2 separate regions of the Oryctolagus cuniculus genome follow, and region 2 is linked to region 1. The links are chromatin contacts, called in public Micro-C maps. All regions are on one chromosome and are shown on one strand. The core of a region is the stretch at or near the end of the contact, and the rest is flanking DNA. Distances in the headings are between cores, read along the strand shown. Region 1 holds the start of BRF2 (BRF2 general transcription factor IIIB subunit). Region 2 holds the start of ASH2L (ASH2 like, histone lysine methyltransferase complex subunit).

What was found. Hi-C and Micro-C count contacts between places; a contact is called where the count stands out from the background.
Region 2: a contact with region 1 is called in a Micro-C map of ear pinna, with 4 times the contacts expected there. The contact joins the promoter of ASH2L here to the promoter of BRF2 in region 1. A contact is called at or near these places in 3 of 6 Hi-C or Micro-C datasets (ear pinna, psoas muscle and an unstated tissue).

Annotation. Positions count from the first base shown.
Region 1 is chr2:87,698,541-87,705,739 of mOryCun1.1, forward strand. It overlaps BRF2 (BRF2 general transcription factor IIIB subunit), which reads right to left and starts at 2,755. Exons shown (of 4, transcript XM_002720786.5): 1 at 2,500-2,755; 2 at 1,445-1,504; 3 at 343-664. The coding sequence starts at 2,653.
Region 2 is chr2:87,843,699-87,850,897 of mOryCun1.1, forward strand. It overlaps ASH2L (ASH2 like, histone lysine methyltransferase complex subunit), which reads left to right and starts at 4,451. Exons shown (of 17, transcript XM_051832371.2): 1 at 4,451-4,836; 2 at 5,336-5,402; 3 at 5,526-5,668. The coding sequence starts at 4,649. It overlaps LOC127487276 (a long non-coding RNA gene), which reads right to left and starts at 4,464. Exons shown (of 2, transcript XR_011386367.1): 1 at 4,226-4,464; 2 at 1-1,202.

The DNA.
Region 1 (7,199 bases), core at 1,505-4,004:
GCTTCCCAAGAAGGCAGGCTCCGTCTCTAACCTGGTACGAACCGACGCCTGCTGGGCTGCACTGGCAGACAACCTGCCGAGCCCAGGCTGCCGCACGCAGCCCCGAGCAGCCCTGTGCCAAGGCTAACACCCACGCGTCCTATGTCATTAGGTTGCTGGGGAGGCAGAGAGGTTTGAAAAGCACAGCACTCTAGAAACGCACAGTGCTGTCAGCCCCCCTAGTAGCAGGCACGGTACAGGATGTTTTCCTCCCACGCCCTTTTAGGTGGGCTGTGGTCAGAGACAGCCACAGGCAGGACTTCAGGTCTCGGGACCCGCCCCGCCCCACCCCGCCCCAGGCACCTGCTACAGTAGGTCTTCACCAAGTCTGCCAGGCACAGGGACGGCACGTCCAGCCCCAGCAGCTTCACCATCTGCAGGTAGGTGCTGGAAAACACGTCCAGGTCTGCGTAGAGCAGGGTGCAGATGGTCCCCATGGTGAGCGGCCAGTTATGCTGCCGGCAGGTGATGAGGACGCAGCACCCAACCAGCACCTCCTTCTTCTGCAGCCTGGCGGCGCGGATGCCGGAGTGCCGGTACGCCTGCCGATAGTAGGCGACCGCCGTGTCCTCAAATGTCGGTGGCAACTGCAGAACGCGGCACAGGTCTCTCACTCGGCGGAGACCTTGGGAGACCCATGGCAGGAGTTAGAGTGGGCACGGGAGCGCCTGTGCAGCACCCGGCATATTCTGCTAAGCTAGCCTCGGATAACGGATGCACACATAACTGATCTTTCTGCACCCACAGGAGCGACGCCTGGGGAAGCCACTGCTTTTATTTTTTAAGTAAAATATATTTATTTATTTATTTAATTTGAAAGGCAGAGTTACATAGTGGGAGAGACGGAGAGACAAAGGTCTCCCATCTACTGGTTCACTCCCCAGATGGCTGCATGGCCAGGACTGGGCCAGGCTGAAGCCAGGGGCTTCATCTGGGTCTCCCACGTGGGTGCAGGAGCCCAGGCACTTAGGCCATCCTCTGCTACTTTCCCAAGCATGTGAGCAGGGAGCTGGCTCAGAAGCGGAGCAGCCAGGATTCAAACTGGCACCCATACGGGATGCTGGTGTCACAGGAGGCAGTTTAACACGCTACGCCACAACGCCGGCCCCCCTGTAGTCATTCTAAAGGCGCAAACACCTCGGTGGCAAGAAGTCACACTTCAGCCCACTGCCGTTTGAAGGCTGGTTTGATCCAGGCTCCTCGAGGCAACCTCGAACATGCTGAGCAGACCCAACACTTAGACGGACGCGCTGCCACTCTCGGAGCCGTCTCCGGCCTTGCTCATCACCCACCATTCTACTCTACCCGACACGAGTGATGCTGAAAACAGGAGAGGAAGGCCGCCGGTGGGGCCCACGGGGCAGCTCCCGTGACAGCCACTGCGCCGTAGAAGGTTGACTCTCACCTCGCTGCTGGCTGCGGCTCGCCTGCTCGCTTTCCCCTGTGCTCCGAGAATACGTGACTTCTGCAAGATCACGGACAAGAAACAACACGCTCAGCCCTCCCGCATCACAGCCCCGCTCCCGCACCCACACCAGGGCCAGGGGCAGAATTCCAGTCTCCGAGCAGCTCTGAAACTTAGCTTTGATTTTATTTTCATCTACTTGGAAGGCACAGAGACAAAGACGGAAAGAGACAGAGAGAGATCGTCCCTCTGCCGGTTCGCTCCCCAAATGCCCACCAAGCCAGGGCCGGGCCAGACTAAGGTCAGGAGCCTGGAACTCCACCTGGGTCTCCCCCAGGAGCAGCAGGGACCGGGCACGGGAGCCATCATCCAGGCAGCATTCGCAGGGAGCTGGATCTGATGCAGAGTAGGTCGCTGGGACTGGGACAGGCTGCAGGTGTCCCACGCAGCAGCTTAGCCCACTGGGACACAAGCCCAGCTCTCTCCACCCCTGCCCTGCCCTGCCCTGCCCTGCCCGCAATCCGTCCACAGCAGTCTCAGATACGGAGTTCGAGGAAGGCTGGTACCACAGCAGTCTCTCTAAAGAGCACCAGCTTTTCAGTCTCTCTCTTTTACACCCAACCCAAGCAATTTTCCTGGCTGCGGATTTTTGGATTTTGGACTAGTCAGGGATTTGAAAAGCAATGCAAAGGGAGGGGAAAAAAAAAAAAAAAAGAGGGAGTATTTGTGCCAATGAAAAGCTCTTCGGTTAAACAAACCGTAACCCTAACCCTAACCCTAACGTGCTATAGTTGCAAGGAACTGACCCACGACCGTCCACCACGACCAGACCGGGCAGGTCGAGCGGAACTGGTTTCTGTTTCGTTTATTCAACGTTCCTTGTACCCAGGACGAACCTGGGTGCGTGGGGAACCCGCGAATGGGAGTCCCTGGCCGCCTGCAGAAGCCCGTCTGCTCCCGTATTCAGGGCTGCGCGGGACAAGGAGCGCGGAGCTAGGGAACGCGCGCTATCCCCCCCTACCCCATCGACCCCAGGCAAGGACCCGCACAGGTACCTCGGAGGTGGCCCTCGTCGCTGTAGGTGGTGGTAAGGGTCCCCTCAGTGACCACGCAGCCACAGTCGGAACACACCAGCTGGCTCTGCGAATAGTGCGAGTCTTCCACAAGCTCAGCCGAGCCGCACTCGGGACAGCGGCCTCCGCCCGGCATCTCACAACACGCCGCCGCAACTGGCGCCGCCGCCGCCTCGAGAGCCAGCGACAACCACAGCGCGGCTGGAACTGGAAGGGGACCCTTTTAACAGCTGCACCTTCCTCTTCCGGCCAAAGAGCCGCCGGGATAGGTACTTCGCTCCGGCCCCGCCCCGCGACTGAGAGTCACTTCCGGTCTGTGCCTGTCTAGACTCCGATAGGAACATGAGCTAGGAGAGAAGGATCCTGGACTAAACTGCTCCGGTCCTCAACGTAGTTTGATGTGGATCAGACTGGTGGCGTTGAATTTGGATGAACATTCTGCCTTTATGGACAAGTACAACAGACTAAAAATTTTTGTCATCCCCAACAACCCTCGCGCTTAAGCGCTAGGGGACTCGCGGATTCCCCACTTCTTTTTCCGTTGATTTTGGCTGTAGTATAAAGTCTATCTCTAAAAGGAAAAATTACGTAGCAGGAAAGCAGGACATGCTATTCTACTTTCCCGGGCTGCTTCCCAAGGAAGTGTGAGTGTCCTTTACCCAACTGTAAAATGAGGGCCGTTGAGGGGCCATTGCTGTGACACAGCGGGCTAATCCTCCGCCTGCAGTGCCGGTATCCCATATGGGCACCAGTTCAAGTCCCAGCTGCTCCACCTTTGATCCAGCTCCCTTCTAATGCACCTGGGAAAGCAGCAGAAGATAGTTCAAGTGCCTGGGCCCCTGCACCCACCTGGGAGACCCGGAAGATGCTCACCTGGCCCAGCTCTGGCCGTTGCAGCTATTTAGAGAGAGAACCAGCAGATAGAAGATTCCTTCTCTCTCAATCTCTCTCTCTCTCCCTGCTGCCCCCTAACTCTGCCTGTCAAATAAATAAAAAATAAATATAAAAGAAAAAAATGAGGACATTGAGTTAAAATCCAGGGGCAAACTCCAATGCTTTGGGAAAGCCAGAGAAGGAATTTCTGCCAGAATTTGGAGTGAAAGAACGTGGAGTGGTGAGGTTTTTGATAGACTCAAGGGCATACGCAGACTCAGGAGATTTTAAAGCCTTGGGCTTTTTTTTTTTTTTTAAAGATTTATTTATTTGAAAGTCAGAGTTACACAGAGAGAAGGAGAGGCAGAGAGAGAGAGAGAGGTCTTCCATCTGCTGGTTCACTCCCCAATTGGCTGCAACAGCTGGAGCTTCTTCCAGGTCTCCCATGTGGGTTCAGGGGCCCAAGGACTTGGGACATCTTCTACTGCTTTCCCGGGCCATAGCAGAGAGCTGGATCAGAAGTGGAGAAGACGGGTCTTGAACCAGCATCGATAAGGGATGCTGGCACTGCAGGCGGCAGCTTTACCCGCTACGCCACAGCCCCGGCCCAACCTTGAGCCTTAAGATGCTCCAGGATTCTGGCTCTGAAGCTCCTAGTCTGCTATGGTCTAGTTCAAACCAGTTCCAAGAAATCTCACCTCTAGCGGTGACATTAACCAAAACCAACCTTAGAAATCTGGTGCCGCGGTCTGACTGTGTTCCCCAGAATTCATGTGTTGGGGAAACAACCCCCAGTGCAGCAGTGTGTGTGGAGGGGGGCTGCCTTGGGAGAAGGGTTTGGGTTATGTGGGCCCTGACCCTGGGAATTGAGCCAAACTTGCAAGCTGGGTTTGGTCCTTTAGCTCTTCCACCTTCTGCCACGTGGGGGCAGTGTCGGCCCCTAGCGGGATGCAGCCTTCAAGAGTGCATTTTGGAAGCAGAGAGCAGCTCTCATCAGAGGGTGGGTGCCTTGACCTTGGGTTTCCTCGTCTCTGGAATTATGAGAAAATAAATGTCTGTTCTTCACAAGGTACCTGCTCTGTTGTAGCAGCAGCACAAATGGGATAAGACAGATTATATATTATGTTTGAATATGAGCTAAAAACAGGTTTTTAAAAATTTATTTGAAAGGCATATGACAATGACACACTCACAGAGGAGGAGGAGGGGGGAGAGAGAGAGAGAGAGAGAGAGAGAGAGAGAGAGAGATCTTTCATCTGCTGGATCACTTCCCAAATGTCTACAGTAGCCAGGAATGGGCCAGACTGAAGTCAGGAGCCGGGAACTCCATCCAGATCTCCCCATGGATGGCAGGAATCCCAGTACCTGCGTCATTTTCTGCTGTTTCCCAGGTGCATCAGCAGGAAGCTGGATTGGAAGGCGAGGCGGGACTCAATCCTAGGCGACAACTCCCAAATGGGATGCGGAGCCCAAGTAGCAGTGTAAGCCACAGTGCAATCCCTATATGTTCTTTGTATGTGATTTTTAGTTTTTGAGAGGTGAAGGGTGGGGAGGAAGAGTGCCCCCATCCCCTGGTTCAGTTCCCAAATGCCCACAACTGCAGGGGCTGGGCCTGTCAGAAGCCGGAAGGCAGAAACTCAATCCAGATCCCCCATGTGGGTGGCAGGAACCCGATTACTGAGTCATCACTCTGTCCTGCAGGATTTGCATTAGCAGGAAGCTGGAGTCGGGGGCCACAGCCAGGACTCAAATCGAGGCACAACGCAGGCATCCTAACCAATGTCTTAACCACCAGGCTTAGGCACCTGCCCCAAGAGTATATGTTCTCGTAAGTCTAATATCACTCATTACAAATAGCTATGTTTGTACTTGAGAGTTGTATGATCTGTTGTATGTGAAAAACAAGAATGTTGAACCAACTAGCCAGCCAGAGGAAGTCCCAGAGAGCAGCAGAGTCCTGGTGCGTGGGGAACACGGGGTGGAGTTCCATCTCTCAGCCGACAGGGGGAGCTGCAGACAGGCCCCTGGCATTTGCAGACGTTCTAGCATGCAGAGTGGGGTAGACAGTACTATGAGAACAGGAAATGCATAGGTCTCGTGCAGACTTGAGGGATAATAAAGATGTCTGCTCAGCCCCTTGACCAAGTCTCTCCTTGAGGAATAAGATGCAGGTTAAAGCTGCTTTCTTTGTCCTTTTTTGTTTTGTCTTTTAATTTTTTTTTTGTTTAGTTTTAAAATGTATTTGAAAGAAATACACAGGTAGATCTCCCATCTGCTGTTCACGACCCAAATGCCTGCAATGCCGAGGGCTGGATCAGGCCACAGCTGGGAGCTGAGAACTTGGTTCAGATCTCCCATGCAGGGGGCAGAGACCCAGGTGCTTGAGCCCTCACCTGCTGCCTCCCAGGGTGTGCATTAGCAGGAAGCTGGAATGGGGAGTGGGGCCAGGAGACTTGCACCCCAGCACTCTCACATGGGATGTGGGCATCCTTAGCCACTGCATCGAGAGCCTGCTCCCCGCAATTGCTTCCTTTAGAAGAGCAATAGATTGGGGCCAATACCATGGCATAGCAAGTAAAGCCACTGCCTATAGTGCCAGCATCCCATAGGGGCGCCAGTTCGAGTCCCAGCTGCTCCACTTCCGGTCCAGCTCCCTGCTAATGAGCTCAGGGAAAGCAGAGGCAGATGGCCCAAGTGCTTGGGGCCCTGCACCCATGTGGGAGACCCAGATGGAATTCCAGGTTCCTGGCTTTGGAACTTTGTCTCTGTTCACCTCTCAAATTTTTTTTAAAAAAAACTTTTTAAGTAGGATTTCGGCCAGCGCCACGGCTCACTAGGCTAATCCTCCGCCTTGCGGCGCTGGCACTCCGGGTTCTAGTCCTGGTTGAGGTGCCGGATTCTGTCCCGGTTGCTCCTCTTCCAGTCCAGCTCTCTGCTGTGGCCAGGGAGTGCAGTGGAGGATGGCCCAGGTGCTTGGGCCCTGCACCCCATGGGAGACCAGGAGAAGCACCTGGCTCCTGGCTTCGGATCGGCCCAGCGCCAGCCGTAGCAGCCATTTGGGGGGTGAACCAACGGAAGGAAGACCTTTCTCTCTGTCTCTCTCTCTCTCTAACTCTACCTTTCAAAAAAAAAAAAAGTGGGGTTTCGATTCCGCTTTCCTCAACATTGCTCACTTGAGGTGGGAGGGTGGCTTTATGGTCTGCACCCAGGTTAAAGGGCAGAAGAGTGGTTCTCTTTTCCAAGTCTCCCGCACACCCTGTACGGAAAGCACTGGTTCAGGAAGAGCCTTGTCCTCAGCCCCGGGCAGGCGGGGCACAAGCAGGGCGGGAGCCTGCCAGAAGGTGGCGCTCTCCACTCACTCAGGAAGGAATCTGCTGCCGTGGGAGTTTGCCGTGCTCCAGGACAGACCCGCTGTCCTCAGGGCCTCTTCCACCGCTACAGACCCGCTGTCCTCAGGGCCTCTTCCACCGTTACAGACGCTTCTGACTGTTGCTGCCGCCGTGATGCCGAGCGCCCAGAGGGACTGCGTTGGGGTGGGAAGCTCCTGGGGAAGGCAGCGCCTGTGTGATGCTGACGTGGAGGGGAGCCCGGGGCAGGCCTGCAGGCAGCTCCCCTAGCGCAAGCTCCCCCGGCTAGATGAGCACCTTGCTGGGCTTGGTTTGCCTCTCCTGTGCCCTCGGATGGAGGCCCCTTGGGGTCCTGGCAGCCCCTCCCACAGGGAGGGGGGGCACTCTGCAGAGAGCTCCTGCCAGTAGCCGTCCCAGGCGGGCAGAGCAGGTGCATCAGTGACAGTCGGGGGCCTCCTCTCT
Region 2 (7,199 bases), core at 3,201-5,700, 150 kb after region 1:
GATGTCCGTAGCAGCCAGGGCTGAGCCAGGCCAAAGCCAGGAGCCAGGAGCTCCATCCGGGTCTCCCACGTGGGTGGCAGGAGCCCAAACACTCTGGCCACCTTCCACTGCTTTTCCTAGGCCCTTAGCAGGGAGCTAGATGGGAAGTGGAGCAACTGCGGCATGAACAGGTGCCCACATGTGCGCTGTTAGTGGCTTTCTTTACCCACAGCATCACAAAGGTGATCCCTGGCCGGCGCCGCGGCTCACCTGGCTAACCCTCCGCCTGTGGCGTGGGCACCCCAGGTTCTAGTCCCAGTCGGGGCTCTGGATTCTGTCCTGTTTGCTCCCCTTCCAGTCCAGTTCTCTGCTGTGGCCTGGGAAGGCAGTAGAGGATGGCCCAAGTGCTTGGGCCCTGCACCCGCATGGGAGACCAGAAGAAGCACCTGGCTTTGAATCGGCACAGTGCGCTGGCCATAGCAGCCATTTTGGGGGTGAACCAACGGAAGGAAGACCTTTCTCTCTGTCTCTCTCTCTCACTGTCCACTCTGCCTGTCAAATAAAAAAAAAAAAAAAGGTGACCCCCAAGGTCAGCTCCTTAATCAAATGCCCTTCAGGCCTGATGAACTTTGCCACACTCTGGATTCACTCACCGATTACACTAATCTGACTGGGGGGGGGGGGGATGCAGCACGACTTCTTCCCCCTTTTCTCCAAGATGACAGCTGAAGCAGATCAACCTTCGGCAATGGGAGGGGCCGTCGCATCCCCTGGCGGGGGAGAGTTTTCTGTGGGAGCACCTTGCAGCGTGTGCTCTGGCACCTCCACTCCTCCAGCCCGAGGCTGGGGGACCTCAAACCCCAGAGGAACCGCATGGCGTCACCACTCTGCTATGGCTGAGAGCTAGCTGGCAATGCCATTCAATCAGGAGTGACTGTTAACAGGATGTCCCATTCATCTCCACCAGGGCCTTCGACCCACAACTCTTCTGCCTCCTGTGCACTCTAGATCTTGATTCTTCACCTGGAGTGCGGCAGCTTCCTTGCTGTCCTCCGAGGATGAGGACGAGCTCTCCCAGGCAGAGGCACAGGATCAGCACGACAGCGTTGCTGATCCCAACTTGTCAGCTGGCCAGCACTCCAGGGTGGGACCATGCTGGCCTAAACACCTGCTGCGGGGGTGTTTTTAATGCTCCTTTTATTCTTCTCAAGTAGATCCATCAGCTAAAAAAAATTGTTTTTTACATTTATTAACTTCATCCAAAATAATTAAATCCTATGGGATGAGACAGCAGCTATAATACTGTTTTGCCTTCTTTTAAAAAAAAAAAAATTTGTTGTTCAAGGCAGAGAAGATAGCTCAAGAAAAGAAATAGAGGCAGGACAGTGCTGTGGTGTAGTGGGTAAAGCGGCTGCCTGAAGTGCCAGCATCCCATATGGGCACCAGTTCGAGTCCTGGATGCTCCTCTTCCAATCCAGCTCTGCTATGGCCTGGGAAAGCAGTAGAAGATGGCCCAGCTCCTTGGGCCCCTGCACCCGTGTGGGAACCCAGGAGGGCCTCCTGGATCCTGGCTTCAGATCGGTGCAACTCTTGCTGTTGCAGCCATTTGGGGAGTGAATCAGCAGATGGAAGGCTCCTCTTTCTTTTTTTAAATGAGAGTGATGGTTTTTATTTAAATATTTATTTTTATTTATTTGAAAGTCAGAGTTACACAAAGAGATGAGAGGCAGAGAGAAAGAGAGAGAGTGGCCTTTCATCCTATGGTTCACTCCCCAGATGGCCGCAATGACCGGAGCTGTGCCAATCCAAACCCAGGAGCCAAGAGCTTCTTCTGGGTCTCCCACGTGGGTGCAGGGGCCCAAGGGTTTGGGCCACCTTCCACTGCTTTCCCAGGCCATAGCAGAGACTGGATCGGAAGTGGAGCAGCCAGGTCTTGAACCTGCGCCCATATGGGATGCCGGCGCTTCAGGCCAGGGCATTAACCCACTGCACCACAGCACTGGCCCTAGAAGGCTTCTCTCTCTCTCTCTCTTTTGCATCTCTGTAAATCTGCCTTTCAAATAAATAACTAAATCTTTAAAAAATATGTAGATAGGCAAAAAACAAACTGACCACGGAGTGGGGCATTGGTTTGCTTTCGAACATGTTTTTTAGATTTACTTTATTAGGGTCAATGTTGTGGTGCAGATTAAGCTCTATCTGAGATACCAGATCCCAGATGGGCTCTGATCCTGGCTGCTCTACGTCTGACCTGGCTCCCTGCTAAGGTGCCTGCCTGGCAGCAGAAGATGGCCTGCGTGCTCGGGACCCTGCACCCACATAGAGACCCAGATGAAGCTCCTGGTTCCTGGCTTCAGCGTGGCCCAGCTCTGGCCATTGCAGCCATCTGTGGGAGTGAAACAGCGGATGGAAGACCTCTCTGTATCTAACTCTGCCTTTCAAATAAATAAGTCTTTAAAAAGATTGATTTGAAAGGCAGCATAAAAGAGAGGAAGAGAAAGAGATTGACCCCCACAGTCCACTCCCTGAATGGCCAAATGGGATTGTGGGCCCTGTGGGTCCACAAGAAGCCATTTTAGTTTGTAACTGAGGACCGCCGGATCCCACGTGCCGGCACGAAAACTGCGTGAAGCAAAAGCTTTTGCAGGAGAGACAGTGACTTTACGTGGGCTCTGATGTAACGGATATGGACGTGAGGCGGAGCAGGCGGGCAGTCCAGCAGGTAGGAAAGCAGAAGAAAGCTAGGAGCCAGGCGAGCGGTGGCTTCCAACAGGATGGGAAGATCTTTGCCAGAGCCTCTTGAATACACATTAGAAAGTGAAATTCTTCAGGGAATTATGTCACACAGAGTTTACAGACTTTATGTGCAGAACAAGAGCTGGTTCTGAGACCTCCAACCCACAATGTGATGACAGCCCTCATTCAAGATGGAAGTGAGGCATAAAAAACACCTTAGCTGGCTTCAGCCTAGTCAATCAATCGATTATAATTTTTTTAGAAGATTTATTTATTTGAAAGACAGAGAGAGAGGTAGAGACAGAGAGAGAGAGAGAGGTCTTACATCCGCTGGTTCACTCCCCAGATGGCCGCAATGGCCAGAGCTGTGCCGATCTGAAGCCAGGAGCCAGGAGCATCTTCTGAGACTCCCACACAGGTGCAAGGGCCCAAGAACTGGGCTATTTTAGCCTAGGCCATAGCAGAGAGCTGGATCAGAAGAGGAGCAGCCAGGACTCAAACCGGCGTCCATATGGGATGCCGGCGCTTCAGGCCAGGGCTTTAACCCAGTGTGCCACAGCGCCGGCCCAATCGGTTATGATTTAACTACTTAATTGGTCAGAGCTAGAGGGAATCCGGCAACCTGCTAATCGGCCGGGTCCTGTTGCAGGGGCCCAGTCCTAGTCCACGACCTGCTACAAAACCTTGTTTACCAGAAGCAAACCAGTAAGTGTAGCCCAGACTCCCTGATGAGCAAGTTGAAACCACCACTGCAGTTAATACTGTGGGGGAGCTGGCCTGTGCAAGCATCCTGTCTCTTCTTCAGGGATCAACATTCATCACTACCAGGCTTTCAAATCACCAGCTGGTAACTCACTGAGCTTTCCTTTAAGTCTGTCAAAGGACCCGGGACCGGGGCGGCTGGGGAGTGACCCAGCGGAGAGAAGATGCATCGACTCCCCTCTCTCTCACCCAGCCTTTCAAACAGGAGCGGAGGGGAGGGGAGGGGATCAAAATAGCCGGGCCTTTCGAAGGGTTGTGTCTGCAGCCCTGGAGACTCACATTCCAAGTGACCTCGGACGCGGGCTGCAGCAGACCTGTGGGTGCATCCGTGGGCCACTCTTCAGGAAACGGGCTCGATCTCCGGGGGACCCGTCCTGGCCCAGCGGTCCCACGGGTGTGGGTTCCGGAGTCCTGAGCCCGTAGCTACGCAGCGACCAGCTACTGTGCACCTGCGCTCGCTGTCAGCCCTGGCCCTTGGCATCCCTATCCCAAGCTTCCCCTCCCTCTCCCTCCCCCCACCCCTCCTCCCTCCTTCCCCCTCCTTCCCTCCTCCCCTTCCTCATCCTTTCCTTCCTCCCCCTCCTCCTTCCCCCCACCCCTCCTCCAACTCTCCCCCCAACCCCTCCCCTTCCTCATCCTTTCCTTCCTCCCCCTCCTCCTTCCTCCTTCCCCCTCCTCCTCCTACCCCTCTCCCCCCACCCCTCCCCCTCCCCGGCTTTTTCTTGGCCACGCCCCCGCCCGTCCTCACTTGCGCGGCGTGCGTTCACCTCTGCGGACCTTGTAAACGCGCTCGCCGGCAGCCGACCCAACAGGGGCGCAGCGAGCACCGGTCTCTCTGGAAGACGTTCCCCACATGTCGGGGGCCGGGGAGCGCGGCCACGGCCCTTCGTCCGCGCCGTGACTGCCACTCTCAGCCACAGAAACGCGCAGCGTCCGTTCCCGACGCGGAGAAGTAACTGACAGTCAAGCCCGCTCCGCCCTCACCGGGCGCCACCGGCGGTCACCGCAGCCCCGCCCTCCCGGCCTTAAAGCGGGCGGGCCCCGAGCGCGTACTCCTCAGACAGGCGGAGGCCCCACCCCGGGCCTTGGCCGTTTGAAGACTACGGCGCCAGGCCGCAACTTGCGCGAGACGGAGGGTGTGTTCTCGCGAGAAGTCCGGAAGGCGGCAGGCATGGCGGCGGCGGGAACTGGACCCAGCCCGGGAGCAGGTGCCGGGCCCGGCCCGGGAGCGGCTGCAAATGCAGCAGCTGCAGAAGACGGAGAGACGAAGCCGGCGGCACCAGTAGCAGCCGCCCCGGCTGGAGAGGGGACGTCTGCTGCCCCCGCGGCGGAGCCCAGCTCGGGAGAAGCTGAGAGTGGGTAAGGCGTCCCGCGGCCCCGGGGAGGACGCGCGAGGGGAGGCCCGCCCCCCTTAGAATCCCGCGGCTCCCGGGCTCGCTCCCGCCCGCCCCTCCGAACCGAACCTAGGCCTGCGGCCAACGGCCCGGCTCGTCCTGCCTCCTCCGACCGCGTCCGAGGCCGCGCGAGGGCCAAGGTGCTGGCGCCTCGGGAGGAGGCTTGCACGTCGCTCTCGGTAGCAGGAGTCTCGGGCGCCACCCTGGGAGAAGGAGCGGCCCCTCTGAGCACCGGGGCGCTGCGTCCTGTGCACCTCTTCCAGGTCCGGCGCTAGACCTGAGCGCCGGGGCCCGGAGGCGTCCCCGCTGCCGCGGGCTCGCGGTCTCCTTGGACACCCACCCGGTCCATGGTGCCCAGACCGTGGCCCGGCAGAAAAAGCTGAGGCGGCGCTCCGTGCATTGGTTGTTTTGTGTGAGGTCTGTCTGCCCTGAAAAGCCTTGCTTGTGTGTCTTCGTTGTCTCAGGGATGCCAGCTTGGCGGATATAAGCGGCGGTTTAGAGACGGAATCCGCGAATGGGAAGGATACACTAGTAAGTATTTCTCTTTTGGATGTCTGCCGGCAGAGTAGGATTTGTCTTTAAGAATGTTAAGGGAGGCGGCAGCAGCACAGCCAAGTGCGCCACTTTGGTTCTCGGCTTGCTCTGTGGGCACAGGACGGCGCCGGGGACACGTCGGAGGTGATGGACGTGCAGGCGGGCTCGGTGGACGAGAACTGCCGGCAGCTGGGGGAAGTGGAGCTGCAGTGTGGCATCTGTACGAAATGGTTCACGGCGGAGACCTTCGGCATCGACACTTCGTGAGTGCTCTCTCTTTATTTTGTCGTCTTGTAAGAATCTCTGTAGAGTGAATCTCGGCGTGTGCACCCGTCGAAGAGTGTGCGGGCAGAATACACGCACAGTATTAACCGTGTCCTAACCCCTGTTCGGTGAGTAGGGCGCTGGGTCAGGAGCTGTTTCGGCTCCCTCAATAGATCTCGCACTTACCTAGGGCTCCGACCTAATGAAGCTGATGGTTGTGTGTGGCCTGCAGATGATCTAAATATCCACACAGCCCTTGGCAGGAGAAAAGGTTTGCTTTAGCTGTCTCGGCAAAGACTGTTTCCATCAGGTACCTCTTCCAGTGAATTAAGATCCTGAAAACAAAGGCCTTGTTCCTTGCCCTAGGAACACAGCTAGCACCGAGCTTTCAGTCCTGGAATGGCCTGCCATGTTCTTCATGGTCTGATTAAACTAACAAATAAGAGGGTCCCTCAGCCGGGTAGTGAAGAAATACCTCCCTTTTAAAAGTTGAAGTGGGCCTTAGAAATGCTAATATCCCAATTAGCATGTGTCTGGTCACCCTAGATAGAGGATTTGTTTTTAAAGAAAGAGAATACTGAGAAATGGAGAAGAAAGAATTGGTCTTGGTAAAAAGATGTGCAGGAATTTGGAGAGAGCCTAGGAGAGAGACTTCACTGGAGAGAGAACTGGGAGGAATTCAGGGAAGAGTCAAACTCAACTCAGAGTTTTGGTAGCTTTGGGGAGACCCATGTGTCCCTTAACTTGAGAAGTGACACCTGAAGCCCAGCCGGGTGGGAGGGGCTGATTGTCTTTTAGGGCTGAGATAGACAACAGGAGCTGCTTGTTCTGAACACCCAGTTGTGGTTGAATTCTGTGCATCTGCCTGTCTTCCCCACAAGGCTTTGCCCTCTCTGAGTGAGTTTATCCCAACTGTGTAACTCCAGAGGTTCTAGCAGAGGCAAAGGTAAGGGAACTTAGTGTTAAAGATGGGTCGGATGCTTCTTGCTTCCTTGTGTGGTGGCCATGGGCTGAACACTTACTTGGGAAACTTCTCTTTGAGGATTCCCTAAGCTAGTTTCAGTTGAGTCTGAGATCAACCTGCCTTTTTTTTTTTTTTTTTTTTTTTTTTTTAAGATTTATTTTATTTATTTGACAGAGTTACAAACAGAAGTAGAGACAGAGCGAGAGAGAGAGAGGTCTTCTACCCACTGGTTCACTCCCCAAATTGCCATAATGGCCGGAGCTGGGCCAGTCTGAAGCCAGGAGCCAAAGCTTCTTCTGGGTCTCCCTCGTGGGTGCAGGGGCCCAAGGACTTGGGCCATCTTCTACTGCTTTCCCAGGTGCATCAGCAGGGAATTGGATCAGAAAAGTGGTACAGCCGGGACTCCAACCTGTGCCCATATGGGATGCCGGTACTGCAGGACGGGAATTAAACCTGCTGTGCCACAGCACCGCCCCCAGCCTGCCTTTAGTTATTTCTTCTCTCCCTGCTGGACCTGTTTATCCTGAAGGTCTTTTCCCTGTTCCTTTCTCTTTTGCAAAGCTCTC